3 separate regions of the Mus musculus genome follow, and all the other regions are linked to region 3. The links are chromatin contacts, called in public targeted proximity ligation maps. All regions are on one chromosome and are shown on one strand. The core of a region is the stretch at or near the end of the contact, and the rest is flanking DNA. Distances in the headings are between cores, read along the strand shown. Region 1 has its middle 25 kb from the start of Pcgf5. Region 2 has its middle 49 kb from the start of Pcgf5. Region 3 overlaps Gm32027 (a long non-coding RNA gene).

The links.
Region 1: a contact with region 3 is called in a targeted proximity ligation map of extraembryonic endoderm stem cells. A contact is called at or near these places in 7 of 39 promoter capture datasets (3T3-L1-derived adipocytes, the C10 cell line, the HPC-7 cell line and 3 more), 5 of 130 datasets of targeted methods (T-cell acute lymphoblastic leukemia, embryonic fibroblasts, embryonic stem cells and 2 more) and 1 of 9 other capture datasets (embryonic stem cells).
Region 2: a contact with region 3 is called in a targeted proximity ligation map of extraembryonic endoderm stem cells. A contact is called at or near these places in 1 of 39 promoter capture datasets (embryonic stem cells), 4 of 484 Hi-C or Micro-C datasets (DN3 thymocytes, the HPC-7 cell line, embryonic fibroblasts and 1 more) and 6 of 130 datasets of targeted methods (embryonic fibroblasts, embryonic stem cells, extraembryonic endoderm stem cells and 3 more).

Annotation. Positions count from the first base shown.
Region 1 is chr19:36,383,446-36,386,145 of GRCm38.p6, forward strand. It overlaps a transcript of Pcgf5 not described here. Among named protein-coding and RNA genes, the nearest start is that of Pcgf5, 25 kb to the right of the region's middle.
Region 2 is chr19:36,359,403-36,362,102 of GRCm38.p6, forward strand. It overlaps a transcript of Pcgf5 not described here. Among named protein-coding and RNA genes, the nearest start is that of Pcgf5, 49 kb to the right of the region's middle.
Region 3 is chr19:36,226,589-36,229,288 of GRCm38.p6, forward strand. All of the region lies in intron 1 of Gm32027 (a long non-coding RNA gene), which reads right to left. Among named protein-coding and RNA genes, the nearest start is that of Gm46664, 8.0 kb to the right of the region's middle.

The DNA of each region.
Region 1 (2,700 bases), core at 11-2,510, 160 kb after region 3:
AGAATCACTACACTGGTCATAGTCTTTGCTTCTTTGATCCTCCATGCTGTCCTGTCTTGAGCTCAGATACCATGTACTGATAATGCTGACAATTTCCTAACTACTGGACATTTTAAATATGTAATATGTTTAGTCCAACAACTCTAAAACCAGTGTCTGCCACCCTTCTACATAGCAGCCATGGCCCTCTATGCCTGTCGCAAATAATCTATGGAAAATATACCCACAGTCACAGATGCTAGTATTCCAAATTGGCAAGTCTGTACGCCAAAGTTTATTGATAAGTTAATTATTTGAGCCAAGCTCCAAACTCATTCTTCCTATAGAAATAATGTTGTAAGTCACTATTGGTAGTCTTTTACTGACAGTCTGCACACCTAGATGATGTTTGGCTGACTGTATCATGGTCAAGATCCAAAGGGGTTTTAAGGGCATGCAATCCCCCCACCCTCACTCCCATGCACCGTATACTAGATTCTACCAGAATCCCTAGTGGGGTGTTTATGCTTAACAGCAACTGGAGGACATGTTGTGTCAACACTTCGGCAACTCCTATCAGATTAATAAGAAGTTGGCTTTTTAATCTCTGGGGTATAAAACAGCCCCGTTGCTATCAAAGAATTGCTAGGTGTCTGGCTCCGCATGACCCATCACTACAAAGAGCAAGCAGGATACTGCCTCTGGCTGCAGAGCTTAATTCACATCTAGAAGAAGCACATGTTGTATCAACAGAGAATGGAGATGTGGGTGCCCCTGTCACATCCTGGAAGGAAAGTTGCTTCTATGAAAAGAAACCGTGGAGGTTGTAAACACCACCAGCTAACCAGCCTTGACTAGACACTTATAGAACAAATGTAATTTCCAAAGAGAACCTGGGGCGGGGGGGGGGGGGGGTTGTTGTTGAAGGTTTAAAAAGTATCACAGAAAAGGGGAGTGAGTGTATGAAGAAGGCATCTCCTGAGGTGACTGGTAGGTTGTGAGGGAAAGCCTTGTAGAGGCTCTACTCAGAGGAGACTGAGCCCTTCCTTAGGGCTCTGCTGTGCTGGTGTCTAGAACAAGGGGGATGCTGGGTAGATGGGAAGGATGGGAGACAGCAATCCAGGGGTCAGAACAAAGAACAGTGTCTCAGCAGGGAGCTAGGACTGGCCCTGCGACCTTTATCCCCTATTGTCTGTTTCAGCCTGAAGACTCTATCTTCAGCCCTTTGCTTAGGCCTTGCTCTGTGCTCATTTCCTGCCACCTTCCCCCCTCCCCGCCCCCACTACCTGCCAGCTGAGTACCTTAACTCCTTCATGTCTTGTTCAAGTGTGCTCTGACTAGAGTCCTTTAACCCCTCCCCTTTAAAAAGATGAGTAGAACACTTGGAAAATTTGTGTGTGGTTCTTGCACAAGGGCCGTGTCATCTTCCCTATACTGTTCCAGTTTTAGTAATTGTGCAGCTGAAGTGAGCAAGCGAGTGAGCCCTAACCTCCCTTTTAAACATATCACTCCATTCCCCCAAAGTTCCCCTTGGCTCTCCTTTCCTTTATAGATAGCGGCTATTGCTACCTGACTTCTATTCCGTATTTTCTGCTTTCTTCCACCACACTGTAAATTCCAATCGGGGAGCCTGGTTCTCAGCTGTGTATCCTGTGCTGAGGACTGAGAATTTGGTTGGAAAGAGCGTTGCTCCTTAGAAAAGTATTTACAGAAGGGGATCCTTTTGGGCCTGTGTCTTGTATTCAATCACTAGATCATGATTAGTCTGCCAGTGTGGAGGGTGATTCTGTTAGTGCTTAGATTTCTCTGTTAGAAGCCTGGGGGTGGGGCACCATTTGTCTTGCCCCTTTTGGTGTTGAATCTTTCCAAGTTTTATTTTGACATACTCAAAGCCCATGGACGAGTCACAAGAGCTTTGCAAAGGGAAGTCCGTGTTCCCCGCTATTCACCATTTGCCCCACACACCACCATACCCTCTGTACCTCTCTGTTCGGTGTTTCCCTGTATAATTCTCGCAGCTGTTTATGTCACATTTAATTTTATCACCTAAGAAGGAGACTCCGTGTCATGTTCAGGGATTGTAACATGGACACAGCACAGCTAGCTCAGTGTGCACACCTTTCTATCCTGTTTCCACCCTGTCTAAACACAGCAACGACAGTTGAAGTCAGTGAGCCCACCCGGAATTGCACATTGCACTTGGTTGTCCCATTCCTTTAAGCTTCCTAGTATGTATTTGTTTTTTATTGTTTTTCTAAAGCTTATGTCATTTGTTTCGTTAAGTGGCCCTTGCCAGGGCTTGCTTTATATTTCCCTATTGTTAGAGTCAAGATAGACTTTTGGCAGGAGTTATGTATGGCACAGACAACAATGTATCCTTGTAAGTACCTGAACTTAGGAGCTATGGGATGTATCTTTACTAGTGTTGTCAACTGTGAGCTCCTTTGTCTCATTCCCTCACTAGTACATAGTGAGTACTTGTAACTTAAAATTTTGCAACATAAAATTTTGTTACATAGAACTATAGAATTTTGGGCTGGTGAGATGGCTCAGTGGGTAAGAGCACCCGACTGCTCTTCCGAAGGTCCGGAGTTCAAATCCCAGCAACCACATGGTGGCTCACAACCATCCGTAACAAGATCTGACTCCCTCTTCTGGAGTGTCTGAAGACAGCTACAGTGTACTTACATATAATAAATAAATAAATAAATAAAAAGATTT
Region 2 (2,700 bases), core at 44-2,543, 130 kb after region 3:
TCTCTGTGTCTATACGGGGTTCGTGTGCTTTCATTTGGCTCTTGTTTTGTCCTATTTCAGTTTGTGTGGTTTTGCTATATCATATTTTATTTTATTATTGTTCTAGAGGTTTTCTCTTAGTTTTCTAAGGACAGACGGAAAAGTGGTGGATTCAGATTGAAGGCGATGTGTGTGGGGGGGTATTGGGGGAATTGGAGGAGGACACTATCATCAGAATATATTGTATGGAAAATCTATCTCCAATCCTAGGACAAATGATCTTGTGCCACAAATCATATTCTAAGAGTAAATAGATGGATTAACGGACCAGAGTCTTTTTGCTATGTAGAAAAGAATTCTTTGCTTACTTGCTTCAGGCAACTTACCTGCTGGAGCTGAAGCCCCACCAGCCTTATTATATTTGCCTTGGTCTTCCTCCAGTCCCCAGAGAGCTGGAATTACCCGTGTGAGCCACTACACCTGACTTAAGATTCACTTGAATACTGTGTGTGTGTGTGTGTGTGTGTGTGTGTGTGTGTGTGTGTGAATGTGTGTATGTGTGTGTTCCCACATCTTAAAAAAAATAGTAAGATAACCAGGAGGGTTTCAGTTACTCGGGTAGCCTACAAGTCAGGACAACTAGAAGTGTTAAAAGATCCATCTTTGGGGGCAAGTTCTGTGCTTATGAAATTGGGTTAGTAAGACTTCATGTGAGATTTGTTAGCCCGGTCATGTGCATTTTCTGCCAGCCCTTCCTGGGATGCTCTGTTAGTTTCATGTTCCTGTGAGAAGACACCTGTGATAAACCTAGAGAAAGAAGAGAAGTTTCATTTGGCTCACCCTTCCGGAGGATTCCCTACGTTTAGTCAGCCATGCTGCTTCTGAACCTGGGTCAAGGTAGGGCAACATGGCAGGCAGGAAGCCAATCTGTTAGGAAGCCCTTCACATGGTGGACAGGAAGCACAGAGAGAGAGAGACAGAGACAGAGACAGACAGACAGAGAGACAGACAGAGAGACAGAATAAGGGTTAGTGTTCCAGTGTACCCTCAGAAATCGCATCCCGTTACCTAGCTTATTTCCATGATAGCACCTCCCAAACTCTCACAGCTTCTTGGTAGTCCCACAGTGCTGGCCAACAGCCCCACCCTCGATTCCTCAAAACTATTAATGAATGCCACGCAATAATGGTGACCACAAAAGGCAACAGGAGGGAGAGACACACAAAAATGTAGGAGATAAGAACCAAACAGTCCAGTGACTGCTGACCTAGTAGACAGGAGAAAGCTGATACCTCAGTGTCCTGAGGGGGTTGGACTGAATACGGGAAGAAGCGCCTGGCTTATCGCTAGAATCTGGGAAGGCTCTGGAAGCAGGAGCTGTTGGGCAGAGAGAGGCCACAAAATGCAGGCCTGTTTGAAAGCCTGGGGAGGGAGTTAGAAATCTGCTTCTATCACAACCAACCAAATGAAATCCTAATGAAATGTTTCTCAGCTGAATAAAAATAAATGAAAGATTCATTACCACGAACAGATAGAGAAGAGTAAAAGGCTCAGCACACACACACACACACACACACACACACACACACACTACCTAATGTACAAACCATAACACTGGAAAATTACAGTATATCAAGAACATGAATATACAAATCACCGTATAGTCGAAACAGGTCCTATGTAAAAAGATTGAAAGCAGGATGGTGTTCAATAATTTAACACCAACGCTGGATCCTTACAAGCCTTGAGCCTTAGCAGTCAGGAGGCAGAGGCAGGCAGAAATCTGTGAACCTTGTGTACATAGCAAGTTCTAAGACCACCAGAGCTACACAATAGAGAAACACTGTCAAGATATATAAACAAACACATAAGACAAAAAAAAAAAAAAAAAAGAACTCTGAATTACTTCCTTAAAAATTCAGAGAGATGGTCCAGGAGCCACGGGTTACCGTGCAGACACGGCCAAGTCCAAGAACCTCACCACACACAACCAGTCCTACAAATGGCACAGAAATGGCATCAAGAAACTCTGGTTACAAAGATACGAATCTCTTAAGGGGGCTGACTCCAAGTTCCTGAGAAACATGTGCTTCGCCTCTAAGAAGCACAAGAAAGGCCTGAAGAAGATGCAGGCCAACAATGCAGTGAGCGCATGCGCAGAGGCCATCAAGGCCCTGGTGAAGCCTCAGGCCATCAAGCCCAAGATGCCAAAGGGACAAAGCCGCAAACTCAGCCACCTGGCTTTCCTCACCCCAAGCTTCGGAAGCAGATTCGAAGCTACATGGCCAAGGGGCATAGGCTCTGCCATAGGTTCAAGTCAAGGCAGAGGCCAAAGCTTCAGCCCAGGCTCCCAAAGGTGTCCAGGCCCCTGTGAAGACCCCCATAGAAAAGGTTCCTGCCAATGTGAAGACAGATGTTTGTCTGTGACACACCTACCCACATGCTATTTGCAGATGACCAGTGTCCTATGCTGTTTTTACAAATAAACTTGAGGCAAGAAAAAAAATTCAAATAGATATTATTTTCAATCTAAAAATTTTAAAAATCCATGCAAAGTATGTATGAAGTAGAAGAATTAAGACTATTTAATTGATACATATTACTGGGCGTTATTTTTATATTAACATGTGGGAATAAGTCAGGGAAGAAAAACATACGGGATTCCAGAAACATGTAACTGAACATGTAACATGTAAACAGAAGGAAAAAGACCAAAGGAAA
Region 3 (2,700 bases), core at 138-2,637:
GGCAATACAACAGACAGCAGACAAGATTTGGTCATTGGCAGTAGTTGGCTGTTCTTATTTTACACTGGCCACAGATGTTTGCATGATAGGACGGATGAGTTTATCAGGTTCATGGCTATGGGTTAAAGGGCCAAGCACCTACAGGGTAATAGCTTTTCCCACAACTTGTAAGCAAGTGAGTTATATCTATAGTCAAGCTACAGCTGTTATGAAAGCCATCCAAGGGGCTCTGGCGCCCGAGGAGAAAGCCTGTGTCTGTTTCCCCAAGGCAGTACCACTGGGCCACAATTAGTCAGTACCTGGCACAGGATGGGTGATAAATCAGTGCTCACCTATTGAAAAATTCTTTTCAACACTTTAAGATATGTCCTGGGTCTGTGACTCCCTCTAAAACATTATGCAGTTCTCATTTAACACACGTTTGAAATGGGGATTTAGAAGTCAGAAGACTCACCATACGCCAGACATCAGTAAAATATCTTCATAAGCAAACGAATGACAATAAGTCTATTTCAGTCCACGGCAAACTATAAAAGCCACAGCTAAGTCCATTTAAACGAGGCCCTGTATGCACCCAGAGGCAAAGTGAAGTCACTGCACACATCCAGGCTGGGCTGGTAAGGAAACACCCTAAGTTTTCTCCTATGGCATTAACTGCATTCCATCCAGCCTATAGAAGTGGCTCAGGACATGAAAAAGCTACCTGGATAGAAAAAGGGTACGAAACGTAACAGGGACCTACCAGATTGGAAGAGCCAAAGTCAAACCTACTCCTGCACACTTCTAAATGGGCATCACCTCTGCCCATCAAGCACACCTACACAGAACACAATCACATAGCTCAGGGCTGTCTTCCTTTAGCATTTATACGAATAAGCTTTATAGCTTCTCACTTAAAAATTCTCCTTTCTTAAAAAAAAAAAAAAAAAAAAAAAACCCGGGTGAATCTGCAAAGAGAGGCGTGAGAATGTGAAGGGATTTAAGTGGTAACTAGTGTGTTGGTACCAAGATGAGGCAAAAGAAAAAGATCAAAGGTCCGTTCCTCTAAGCTGGGCGGCACCTTGGCACCGAGTCCTGGAACAGACGCTGGTTGATTTGAATAAAAAAGGAGCAGAAGTAACAAGAGATAAGAAATGATTGGCTAAGAGATATAAAACCACACTTGTGAAGGGGTCGGGGCGGGGGGGGGGGGGGGGATGATAAAGTTTTCCAAGCAGTTGCTAAAATCGCTGAGTTTTCAAAAGCCAACCTCAAGGAAAAGTAGCAAAGAGAAGCACCCTGTATCCTCCGCCATAAATTTCTGAATTAAGACACAATAGGGAATGAAGAGACACACTGCAGATTCTCGGCAGGATGAATCAATCTGGGGAAGCCCTTTGCGTTCCTGCCGGATGATGTCAGTCAGAACCCATCCCCAGGAAGAATAGGAAAGCTTCTGGAAGGGTCTCTGGAGCGCCAGGAATGTTGTTTGTGATGACTTAGAAAGGCTTCCGGGAAGAAGAGGAGTCAACTTGCTGCTTTAAAATAAAAGGAAACGAGGGAAGAAACCCCCTGGTTGTAAGCCATCAAAAGCCTTCAGATTTTCTCAGAAGTCCAGAGTGTGAATATGAGCAAAGCCATACTCTATTGATTCATTGCTTAAAATGTGTATTTACCTACGTGTTGGATATAAAAGTATAATTTAAAGGGTTTCTAAGAGCAGCAGGCAAGAACTAACAGCCGTCCTACCTTACTTTCTAGCTGATCTCCAGAGTCCTCACGCTTTTAAGACAGACACAGCTCACAAGGAAAAACACCAGCAGCCTGTGACCTGGGTCCTATCTCAGCTCTTCCACCTCTAACAATGAGAAAGACTACAGTCTTGTTAAATATATCGAAGCCCTAATATTACCAGATAAGTAAGGACTGAGTGTTTCTGGGGACTCTTGTTAGAGAACTTTCTACATAGGGTGAACATACCGTAGGAGCTCATCAGAAGTCAACTGGGATTTGCTCAACAGCTACCCGCATTGAGTACTTACGGTCTGTAAACCGTCTCTCTACACTGCAGCAGGTGACTCAGCAGCTCTGTAATGAAGGACAACTGTCATCCCCTTTAGACAGACACACACACCAAGCCTTAAAGGTGTCAGGATGCTTGCTTCAGTTATCTATTAGGAAGCTTGCTTTGGTCATCTATTAGGAAGCTTGCTTCGGTTGTCTATTAGGAAGCCTGGCCCAGAAGCTCTGCTCTCACCAAAGGAAATATGGGGAGGTCGGAGAAGCTAAAATTGCATTATCTTTTCTCTCTTTGCCTCTGTCAAGACACAGGGAACAGCAGGAGATGGTTTCCTCTCTCATTTGTACAAACAACTCCTGACCTCATTGTCACAACAGAAGTCAAAGACAATGGCCATAAATAGAACAGATGTCGGGATTCTGAGACACTCTGTGGTCTGGTAAAGGTTGAAAGGTGTCTTTTAATGTGTGCGGTTGTCACCTGACTCAGAAGTGTCCTGGGTTATGTTCCTACATTCTACGGAGGCTCCATGTGAATGCCATGTGAAGAGCTATTAGAATTTACAGCACGATGTGAGGACTCCCAAGCACCCTACAACACAACACCACAGTGACTCCAAAGGCCCTAGCAGATACCAAACACTGTGGATGTCATATCTCTCATATAAAATGGTATAGTTATATGTAATCTACATATATCTT